Linked DNA regions of Gossypium arboreum: region 1 is linked to region 2. The links are chromatin contacts, called in public Hi-C maps. All regions are on one chromosome and are shown on one strand. The core of a region is the stretch at or near the end of the contact, and the rest is flanking DNA. Distances in the headings are between cores, read along the strand shown.

The links. A called contact is a pair of places that touch in the nucleus more often than the background predicts.
Region 1: a contact with region 2 is called in a Hi-C map of leaf, with 5 times the contacts expected there. The contact joins the promoter of LOC108460045 here to the promoter of LOC108457962 in region 2. A contact is called at or near these places in 2 of 5 Hi-C or Micro-C datasets (both in leaf).

Annotation. Positions count from the first base shown.
Region 1 is chr4:80,221,695-80,227,638 of ASM2569848v2, forward strand. LOC108460045 (protein LITTLE ZIPPER 3-like) reads left to right here and starts at 3,136. Exons shown (of 2, transcript XM_017759426.2): 1 at 3,136-3,377; 2 at 3,924-4,482. The coding sequence starts at 3,967. The coding sequence ends at 4,203.
Region 2 is chr4:79,655,806-79,661,984 of ASM2569848v2, forward strand. LOC108457962 (GDSL esterase/lipase At5g03610-like) reads right to left here and starts at 3,927. Exons shown (of 5, transcript XM_017757184.2): 1 at 3,761-3,927; 2 at 3,439-3,645; 3 at 2,337-2,608; 4 at 1,151-1,457; 5 at 668-1,077. The coding sequence starts at 3,821. The coding sequence ends at 860.

The DNA of each region.
Region 1 (5,944 bases), core at 1,886-4,385, 570 kb after region 2:
TGTAAAAAATATTAAAATTTGTAAAATTTTATAAAAATCATTAAAAAGTTATAAAATGCATCAAAAAAGTCATTTAACCATTAATTTTAATCGTTGACTGTTAAAGTTAACGGTCCCTAGCTTTTTCAATTAAAGTCACCACGTGTCGCAACACAATATAACATGTGGCAAAAATGATAAAAATAAAAAAATTATAAAATGCTTTTTTTATATGATAATTTTATAACTCTTTTATGAATTTTATATTTCTTTACATTTTTATCATTTTTTATGACTCTATAAAATTTTATATATCGTTTTCTATATTTCTATATATTTTATAATTTTCTACAATTTTATAATTTTTATAATTTTAATAAAAATTAAATATTTCTTGTATTTTTATTAAAATTTAATAATTTTTATAACTTTTATTTATTTTTTATTTTATTTTATCATTTTTTTGTCACATGTCATGCCATGGTTGTGACACGTAGTGAATTTAACTGAAAAAATTAAGGGTGGTTAGCTTTAACTATCAAAGGTCTTTTTGATGCAATTTGGCAATTGAGTGCAAAAAGAAAAAGAAGCAGCAGTTTAATTTTTTTTTGAAAAAGATTAAGAGTCTTTTTGAAAAAAGTTTGAGAGTCTTTTTGATGTATTTTAGCAATTCAAGGACCCAATTTATTTAAAATCTATAATGTTATTTTAATAATTTTATTGACTAAATTAGGGGCGAAGCCAGAACAAATTTTTAAGGGGGCCGAATAAAATTTTGTTTTTTATAGTATATATCTTTATAATTTCTAAATGATTAAATTAAATTTTTATAATTTTATAAGAGGTAAAAGTGTAAATTTACCTTTAGTAATTTAAAATTTTAAAAAAAATTAAAGGCCTGAATTAAAATTTTCTATTTTAGGGAGGGCCAAGGCTCCTGCCAGCCCTCTTGCATCCACCTCTAGACTAAATTGATATCGAGTTGACTTGTGACACTAACAAAGTTAATTTCTAGGTGTATAAAATATGATTGGACGAAATGATAAGTTTTAATAAAATATTTAAAACTAAAAATGAAAAGTTACATTTTCTTTTAATTATTGATTTCATGTAAAAGAGCAATTAGTAGCCCAAATCTAATTTCTTCTCTCTTTTTTTGTTTCCCTGACAGTAATTATTAGAATAACTTTATTATTTCTAAGGATGGGAATGAACCGTTAAGGGTAAAGAGGTAATTAAAGTAGCAATCAGCCCATTGAATAATTAACACTCGGAAGGAAGGAAATCCACGAGGGGGTGAACCCCTGAATTGACCGTTTTACCCATAGACCACCATCTGTCAACAATGATGTTTCACGTTAAGGTACTCAATAACCCATGAAGAGGTTGAGACTGGCCCAGCCTCTTTTTTCTTTTACATTTCCTCTCATTATTTCAAATATCTCTCAAAAAAAAAAATGATTATAATAACGTAAAACAGAACATCATCAATGGTGTACAACAGTTGAAAGATATAGGGGTAGTGTCGTCATTTGGTTGCACTAAAAGCCCATAGTTTTCATAAACTTTGTAATTTATATCATATAATTATTCAAAATAATAATCAGAATAATATAAATCTGACTCCTCCAAAAAAAATATAAATCCATTAAAACTTATATAAAATATCATGTAAGCGCCAAAATTATATGAATAAGAATAAGTCAAATTTAAAATATAATTATGTTATAAAAATAAATAAATACACTATAAATAAATTATAAGCCATGAGTTAAGATTTACTTGAAGTAATAATTACTTTTTTAATATATTTAAATGATGCAGGTTTAAACCCACTTCTAATATTATATTTCTTTTTCAAACAAAATTATTAACTGCGCAAAAATAAAAAAATTTTCTTAATTGTAGCAATTGATAAAAAAACTTTTTGCATGATCCTTCTCCAAATAATAAAATTACCTCTCCCCGTTTGTGTTTCTTTCAATTTTTAAAAGAAAAAAATTTGCCTCTATAAAACAATTTATTATATAAGTAGGATTAAAGACATTAGAAGAGAAGTGTAAAGTACAGTGAAGAAATAATATTTTAGGTATAATCACGTTTTCGGTCCTTCTATTTTATAAAAGCGTTATTTTAGTTCATCATTTAATTTTTCATTTTTAACTTTTAAATTTGTATTTTTTGGGTCAAATTACTTCAAAATAAATGAAAAGTTAACGTTAGTTAACTTTGTTAACGCATGACATATATGTAGATTTTCATATAAATGACATGTCAACATTTAATTAATTTTAAAATTTTAAAATATTTATATGTTATCTTCGTGACAATTGACGTATATGTCATATCAATAAAGTTAAAAAATATTGACTTTTTATTTATTTTGGGATGATTTAATAAAAATATAAATTTAAAGACTAAAAATGTGAAAAATTAAATAAAAGGGAAATAAATTATTAAGTAAAGTAAAATGATTAATTTTGTTCATTAAAAGATTGTGAAAGCTTATTGTTGTAGTTAGCATATTGGGGATCATTATAAGTAGAATTGTAATAGAGTTTTTTTTTCCTAATGCAATAAATGAATCCCAAGACTACCCCTATAGGTAGGTGTAATTTATGAAGTGAGTTTGACCCTATTTGAGTAGATATAATTGGAGAGAATAGAGAGAGATGGGTAGGAAAAAAAAGGTGGGTTTGATTAGGGTGTGGGAAAACCACCATTTTAATTTCCAAAAGATTTTTATGGGTCGAAAAAGGAAAATGATTATTAGCAAAGCAAGAAGTGAAACTAGGGAGGAAATAATAAAAGGGTAGGAAAAATAATTAGAGAAAGAAAAGAAAAAAAGAGAAAAAATTGATTATGAAAAAGGAGGAAGAGCTGATGATGGTTGGGAACCAATCCAATACATCATTGCGAATCTTGGGACGGCCTGCTTATCCCACCCCATCATTGACCCACTTCAACCTCATCACTCTCCTTCCTTTGCATTTGCAATGCTATTATTGGCTTTCTATTTTTCTTACAAAAATAAAATTTGAAAGAAAATGAAATGTAGTCTAGTAAACAACGATATTTAAAGAGATATTGTGACATGACGCCATATATCCCATAATAAAAAGGCATAAATGATAAAAACATTAAAGCCTCGCCCCCTAACCGGCCGCCTTCTAAGCTTACACATGCATGATTGTTGTGTCAGACGAGTGAGTCCCTGCCACCCCCTTCCCCCCTTCCCTCTCTATATTAACCCCACCTCCCTTCTTCTTTGTCCCTCACTTCACTCTTTTTTTTTTTTTTTTTTTTTTAACTGCTACTGCTACCTGTTAAAAAAACCAGAATTTTTTAGCTTTCCTCGCCCAACCCAACCCAACGTTCCCCTCCCTTCCCTTCAAAAGGTACATCATGGCCATTGTTTTGCAATCCATAACTTTTTGTTCCATGTCTAACCGCACATCTTACCTATGATGCTTTTGTGTCTAACTATTGGGATTCTCCTCTCTTTTGTGAATTCCCTATGTTGGAATTTTCTTCCTACTTGTCTTCTTTTTCAATGTCTTTCTCCTGCTGTACAAACTACATGAGGGGCTGCTCTGTTTCTCTATAAACCCTACAAAAACATGAAAATGAAGAGGAACTATCCTAGATATTTTAATTTTTTCTTTATTCAACTTTATAGTTATGGACAAACATGTGTTTCTTACAAATTACTTTTTTTTATTTATTGAATCATGTTTAATGTCATGGTCTTATGCATACATAACGACTTATGCGTGTTTACTAAGTAACATTTTTAAAGTCTTGTATTCAAAAATTATTATAACAATACCCTCTCCATATGCAGTGCAATGATTTTCATGAAGCAATAAAGAATGCTAGGAGAGATACCCTTTTATGCGTATATATATTGATACTATTTCTTTCTTGGTTAATTTTGGTTTCAGGGGCATTACAGGTAGTATTAAAAGAGAGTTAATTTTGATAGTCATGGAAAGACTGAACTCAAATCTGTACCTGCAGAACTGTTACATAATGAAAGAGAATGAGAGGTTGAGGAAGAAAGCACAGCTTCTGAACCAAGAGAATCAAGCGCTGTTATCTGAGCTGAAACAGAAGCTCTCCAAGGCTAACAACAACAATTCCAAGGGAAAAAATTCAGCAACTAGTGCCGTTCCTGACCTAAACCTTGGCTCAACTTCTAACCCAAATCCTAGCCAACCCTGATTCCCCAACATAGACATTATGATCCAATGTACACCCCCCCCCCCCGGCCCTTGGCCTCCCTTTTTTCTTTTTCTGTAAAACCATAGCTAAACGGTGGTAGAAGGCTAGATTTAGCTTCATTTCAGCTAAATATAGAGTAGTTGTAGTATCTTTTTCCATCTTTCTCAGTATCTTCTTTTATGGGGGATGATCTGGATTTAGGAACAACGAAGGATGTATGAGTCTATCTGCTAGGAATTAATATAATATTATCACATTTCTAGTCTGATTTTGGATAAATTTGCTCTCCATTTGTGTAGATGGATTACTGAAATGAACAAAAAAACTCCATGTTTCATAATCACCAGCATACATTACAATTAGAAATATCTCTAGCTCAACTCTTTTCCCTAGGGTAGATTTTACCTTACTAGTACAGTTACATGCATATGTTATATACGGCTGAAAATGCACAAGGTCCAATAGCAGACCTAATTTGGAACCAACAAGTACTTCCATCTTTAACAACAGTACTAATGATACACAATTGGGTTTCAAGTGTCCGCAATGCATGTTTAGTTTTCCAACAGTAGACAAAAGCTTGCACGTTTGCTTGTTGTGAAAGAAACTAAGTTGTGCTATATGCAAAAAGGAATGATCAGAAAAGAAATGGGTGGCTTTTGAAACTCTGGTTATACAAGCTAATGTCAAACAAAAAAGATTGATGAAGAGAAAGTCAATGGAAGTCTATTAAGCTTGAAACAAGTGGTAACCCACAAGTCAAGTTATTGACATGACACAGTCCCTTGGGTGATGATGGTTGACCATGAACCAAAATCTTTTGGTATAATAAAGAAAAGGGTAAAATAGATAAACATGTCTTATCAAACTCAAATATGTGTGTGTATGAAGCCCAGGCAATGGCCCTTTGGCTTTCAAAATCAGTGGCCACCAAACCCTGTCACCAGCTCAGCTAGTGAATTTGGAAACTAAAAGGAGGACAAAAGAATATGATGACCCGAATCTCCTTAGAAGACCCAGTAAAGGATTGGCTGACAACAGTCATTCAGTGCTCATTCGAGAACCCCCCCCCCCCCCCCCCAAGATCCACAATCAATTAACATGTTTTGGAAATAAAAAGAAAATCTTTGGGTAAGTCATCAAATCTTGAAAGATGACCCATTTGTTTGCTTTGCGATTAAACAGAAGAAAATTTGGAACTCACAAATCACAATGGAAACTGGAAGGGTATTCCTCCAATCCCAAGAAAAACAATGGAAGAAGAACAATTGAAGACACCAATCCGACCCATGGGTGATACGAGTAGCTCAGTCCAATTCAAAGGCCATAATAGAGATGGGCCTTTCTAAGTACTCAAGCGAATCAATGACAACGCCTATCAAATAGATTTGCTCGGTGAGTATAATATAAGTTCTACTTTTAATTTTGCTGAGTTATCTCCTTTTGATGTTTCAGATTCGATGACGAATCTTTTTGAGAAAAAGGGGAATGATGTGAGTCTCAAGGCCCAAAATAAGGCTCATGAACGTGTTGGGCTCAAATTTTCTCATGGCCCAATAACGAGGCCGAAGTCCAAGCAAAATTGAATGGCACTATCCAAGACTTTGTTACCAAAGCCCTAGATGCGCACACGACCAAAAAAGAAAATCAAGATTCAATTTCTTGTTTTCAAGAAAATCAAGAAATTGAGTCTTGGTCCAATTTTGCTATTTCGGGCAATTTTAAGAATCAAGAAAATCAA
Region 2 (6,179 bases), core at 2,677-5,176:
GTATTTTCATTGGCATCATGAGTAGTTTAGCCAGTACCATTTTATCACTTTAGCTTTAATTATTCTTTGGGATCACTTTGATATTCAACATTTAAAACTTAGTTGAATTGTATTTTTGGATAGAAAAATTGATTAAATTGTTAAGGTTTAAGTTTTTTATGAAGTACATATGAACTGCGTCTTGAGTTGTCATGGCAGTGATCTTAAAATTTATCAATTAAATTATATTTTAAAAATTGAGGGTGAAAGTTAAGGGGCTAAATTATTATACTTATCTTTATTCGCAATCAAATATATTTATATTTAAGTGTGACTTGGAAATGATAAAAATTACAAAATTAAATAAAGAATAAATTAAAGAAAAAGTATATATTTTATTTGAAATAAAAAACCCACTACCAACTCCAATAAACCTATGCAATAATGAAGAGTTCAACTTTTTAGTTCAAGTTTTTACCTTTATTTGATATAACAAATGGGGTTTGGACTTCTAGCCCAAGTTCTAATGTATGCCTGTAAATTCCCAAACCATGATGATCCTAAAATGTGTAATGTGACAGCCATTCAATTTTTTATCTTTAATTAGAAAAAGAATCAACTTTTGGTTTCATCTCTTTGATAATAACTTTAATCATGATCATCAACAAATCAATGAGATGAACACAAGTTTCATTAGAGACATCCCACCAAAAAAGGGTAGCATTGGACAAGAACTTTTATTATTAATATTCCATTCATTTCATACAACTTTTTACCAACACAAATGAATAAAGAGATCACGAAGGGATTTGACAGATACCAAGAAACTAAATGTAAAAACATCATAAAGTGATAAAAGGTAAGCATTTCATGGTAATGTCTACCAGAATTGCTTGAGACTGCTTTGAAGAGCTGGAGTTGAGTAAACAGCTCGCCATCCTTGTTCCGTAGGGTGAACTGTATCCCAAAAGAATTTGGATTTGGGATTGGAGCAAAGTGTGTATTGCTTCACACCATTTTCATCTACACTTCCACATGAAAATGCAGCACTCACTCCAACACAACAGGGCTCAAATGGATTCACAAATGTTGGACTCACTGCAAAAAACCCAATATATTTCATGTTTAATGGAGTTGTGCAAGAAAGAAAGAATAGGATTGTGGGAGTCACCTTGATGTGCTTGTTTTTGATTGAAAACGTTCCAAAAGGCATTGTAAATGTCAAGTACGAAGAAAGAGGAGCTGTTGGTTTCTTTGTTGAGATCGTTCACTGCTTGAGCCAAGAGCTGGTTATGGAGACCAACGAGGGCGTTTTCACTTTCGTTGCATTGCTCAAAGGAGAATTGGGCAGTGCTTCGAGGGAGGCACCCCAATGGTTGCAGTGCACTCGCCGCTATTTTCCTCACTCCCAAGTTATGGATGCGTTTCAAGTTCACCTTCATTTGGTTCACAACCCTTCCAATGAAGACTGGAAATCCCTGAATTTTCAGACCAAATTTCTCTTTTCAACCCTCATTTTTCTTTCTTTTTCATAATATCTATATTAAACAACAATTCTGTCAAACGAGTGGATTTGGTAGACTAGCCATAAACAAATTAAAACGACAATGTTTTTTTTTCTTTGCATGCATAAGATCACAAGGACAAGACAATGAAATCAGTATAAGTTACATATCCAAGGTAAAAATACCATAGAGGCGCCTATATTAGGAATCAGATTACATTTTACCCCCTCTAATCAAAAAATGAGCAAAATAATCCCTATACATTAGACCAAAAAGCAAACAGATCCTTTTGTTAAAAATTTCATCCATTTCTGCTGTTAAAAATCGATCCACATGTCACTATCTAATTATTCTGCCAACCGCGTCAATCTTTTAACAATACAAATTGATAAAAATTTTAATAGAAATAACCATTTTGCTTTTTAATCTAATGTATAGAGATTAATTTATCTATTTTTTTAGTAAATAAAGCAAAATGCAATCTGATTCCAAGATGTAGCTGACCACACATAAGATTGGGACACCACAAAAAAAACCAAATATAACCAAGTCATAATTTTGGCTAAGTGCCAACATGAAGTCAAATTTTTGTACCTAATATCATGACAGCACCTTTCACAATAATTCTTTGTCCCTTTCTTAAATTTTAATGAATTTTTTCTTCAATTGGGCCTTCTGTCCTTTTTTGCAAATGAGCTATATTATTTAAATCATTATCTGGTAGAGGAAGTGTCATTACAAGTGGGGTTCATCAAGTTCAAGCATACAATCATTGAAGGTTGGATTGGTGACACATGGCACATAGTGAGCATATATATATATATATGAATATATGTGAGGTGTTATTATTACCGCAGTAGAGCCGTTGGTGGCAATGTAATTAGAGTAGTCATTGCCTGCAAGACTGACAAGCGCAACAGAAGTTTTCAAGGCCCTCTTGGAGTAGACCGAGTCATTGAGAAGCTGTTGCAAGAAATCGATCTGGGTTGTCATGTTTGGCTCAGGAGCTGGCGTGTCGAAAACACCGGTTCCTCCATAAGCAAAGTTCAACCCATACTTGAGACGACCCCCCAGTTCTTTCCTGTATCTGTAGGGCACTGGTGTCTTAATCGCCAAGTACCCAGCTGCTTGTCATAAAACAACCCAATTAATTGTTTACTAATAAAATCAATATTTATGGTACTGTGATGATTCAGAAAGTTATTGTCAGTAAACTGCATAATCCTATGGCTGGAAAGCACCATAATAGTAAAGTTGATGGGATTAAAAAACCTAATGTTACTTTTAGAGTTGATGAACTAGAAAAGAAATTGTTAACTATTATAAACTTTACTCCAAGACAGCTCCTTGTTGTCATGAGTTGTCTGTCACTTTGAGTTTAATGCTTTAATACATTGTGAGTGCTACACTAAGGTTAAAAGGTATAAAATGTAAATCATAGTTACATTCCATTGATTCAACTTAATTAAAGGGGGAGGTAAGAAAGTGAAGAAAAGGGGTTGTTGAAAGAAGCAATTATTTATAATGGGATGCAAAGAGGCACTGAAAAGAATGGTTAATGTTAAAATAATAGTGAAGAAATCAAAAGTTTACAATACTTGGAATCGAGTGAAAAAGTTGAAAAATGATCTCACAAAAAGGATAGAAATAGGAAGAAAAAAAGAAGAAGAAAAAGAGTGAGGTCGGGCACTCAGACTCTGCTGATCAGTATAAAAACAAAGCAAAATTATTATGGCAGAAGATAAAAGGAGGAACCCACACCACATAACTCAGGTTCAATATAATATTATTAAATTGTAGTACAATAAACAAGAAGTAAAGCAAAGCCCATTAGTTGTACAAAAGAGAAAGAGCCAAAGCTAAAGCTAAAGGTAAAGCTAAAAATTAAAACACTTGAAAAGATGAACACTATCATTTTTTATCCTAAAAAGGATAGAGAGAGAGAGAGGGGTACCGATGAAATCAGTCAAAACACGACCATCAGAGAAACGGCCAGCAGGTTTCCCGGGGAATGTAATTCCATAAGGAAGTTTCCAGGAACTTGCCAAAGCTTTCCTGTTGTTCCCTGTATCAGCGTAGGAATCCCCGAACACAAACAACATCTTGGGTCTGAAACCAAAGGTCCACACCCTTGACCCTTCAACAACATGTTGCTCCTCACCTACATAATTCATTCACAGAAATCAAAAAGATTAAAGATAAAAAAATAAAAAAATAAAAAACTCTTCCAGTTCCAGGCCACATGTATAATGAAGCAAAGGGTTGTTTGGTGTTACCTAAGAAGAGGGAGAAGAGGAAGAAACAAAGCAAGGAGAAGAGAGGGGTGGGAGTGTCCATGACAACGAAATTAAGCAGGGAAGCAACTGTTTTTAGACAAACAAGAGAGAGGGAAGAAGAGGAACGGGTTTATTGTTTGTAGGGTAACCGGGAATCTCAACACTTTATATAGTGGGAGGAGGGTAACGCTTTTCCATTTAAGCGGTTGGTCAAATTTCAATAAAGTCGTCGTCAATTATATTTTCATATTAATTTGAAAAATAACATCTTTCAAATAACCAAAAAGAAAATTTCAAATCATATTACTCAATGTTTCTTTATTTCATCCAACCAAAAAAAAAAAAACTGTCCTCCAAATATGAGAAGTCAGCCTTTTCTTTGGATATTGGTAGAAAATTAGGATGATTAAAACTTGATTTAATTTGTATTTTAAATTTTAAATTTGAATTGAGTTGAATTTTATAATTTAAATAATAGATTAATATAAATAATATTATGATCCATGTCAATTTTAAAAGTAAACAATTGACCTCATTGTCAACAAAAATTACAAAATAAATTCAAAATATTTATAAAAATTTTAAAATTTATATTTAAAAAATATATAAACAACATTAAAATTTTAAAAATGTTCTAAAATAATAATTTTGGGAATTTAAATAACTTAATTAATTATTCAAGTTTATCATATTAAAATATTTTTTCTTTGAAAAAAATTCAAATATATATAGTTTCAATTTTACGTGCTCTAACATGTAATTAGTTATATTGTAACAAGATTTTAATTTGACATGTTTAATTTTTTAATTTAAATCGAACAATTTCACTCGATTCGATTTGACTTGAATTTCATTTCACACTAATCGATTCGAAAAAATTTCAAATCAAGTTAGGATGATAAAATAAAATTCGTCTACTCAACTAACTCGAAATTTTTTCACTCGATTATATCGAACGCTCGCCCCTATTGGCAATTAGCTTAAAATATGAATTTCCTCCCTCTACTTTCAATGATTGGGTTCCTCAATTAAAAAATAGATAAATTAATTTATGTACTTAGATTAAAATTAAAATTAGTCTTTTTACTAAAAATTCTATTCATTTCTACAATTAAATAATGACGTGACTTAGAATAAATAGGCAGCGATACATGGTGCATCATGTATACTTCATATTGATGTAATATTTTTGCCTACCATGTCAACAAATATTAAAAATAAAAATCTTAAAAATAAAAAAGCTTTAATAATTATTTGAAAATTCATGTCCAAGATTAACCTAGATAAATAGTTGTCTAAGTTCATCCTAAATGTATTTTTTCAAATAATTATAAAAATGATATAAAAATTATTTAAAAATTATAACAACTTGTAAAAATTAATATAAATTATTTAAAATTACAATATATATTGAAATTGATGAATTAGTATAAATATAAATTTTTAAAAGAAAATAATTAGAAAAGTAATGAAAATTTTAATGGAATGAAGTTGTTTATTCCTCCATTTTAACCACCACTAAGTGGACCAAAATCATGAAATATGTTACAAATCTAGATAAAAAAATTAAGAGAATATAAGTCAAAGTAAATGGCGAGAAATATTAATATTGCTCACTCAAAATTCATTCGGCTCGGCTTGAAGACCCGTTCAAAATGTGAGAGGGTTTGGACAAAAATATAGGCTCGAAAAATAGGATTAAACAAAAAAAATAAGTCGGGCCTCGGGTAAGGCATTTTTGGCCTGGGCCCAGCCCGAATTCATTAAAGGACAAAAAAATCTGCCTTTTTGTATTTTAATATTATTTTCTTGTTGTTTTCTCCCTATTTTGCATGACTATTTTATTGTTATTATTTGGATATTATATAAAACTTATTTTATTGGTAATTTTGTTATTATTTTAGAGGATTTTGCTTATTAAGTTAGATCTACCTTAGTGTTATTTAAGTATACATATTTTTAAATTTTATTTTCAATTTGTTGTGAGATATTTATTTTGATGTTTTAGTATTTTTTATGTATTATATATATTTAAAAATTATGTAAAAATATAAAAAAAAACTAATCTTGGCAAGTTGGTTTGAGCTTGGGAAAAATTTTCAGCCCATTTTTGGATGAGTCCAAGCGTAACAAATAGGCTTAAATTTTTATTGAGCCCACTCAAACCGTGAACACCTTTACTCAAAATAAAAAGTTATAGATTTTATAATTTTTATATGTAGATTGGTGATGGTTATTTTAATTTTAGTTATTTTTAAATTAAAATTAATTTTAAATTTTTATTTTTAATAATTATTTAAAATAAATAAAATTTTAATAATTATTTGAAAACCATATTCGGACCAACTTGGACAAATAACTGCTTTAGATTCATTTGAACTTGGACACCGATTTATCTAAGTTTATCATGAACATGGTT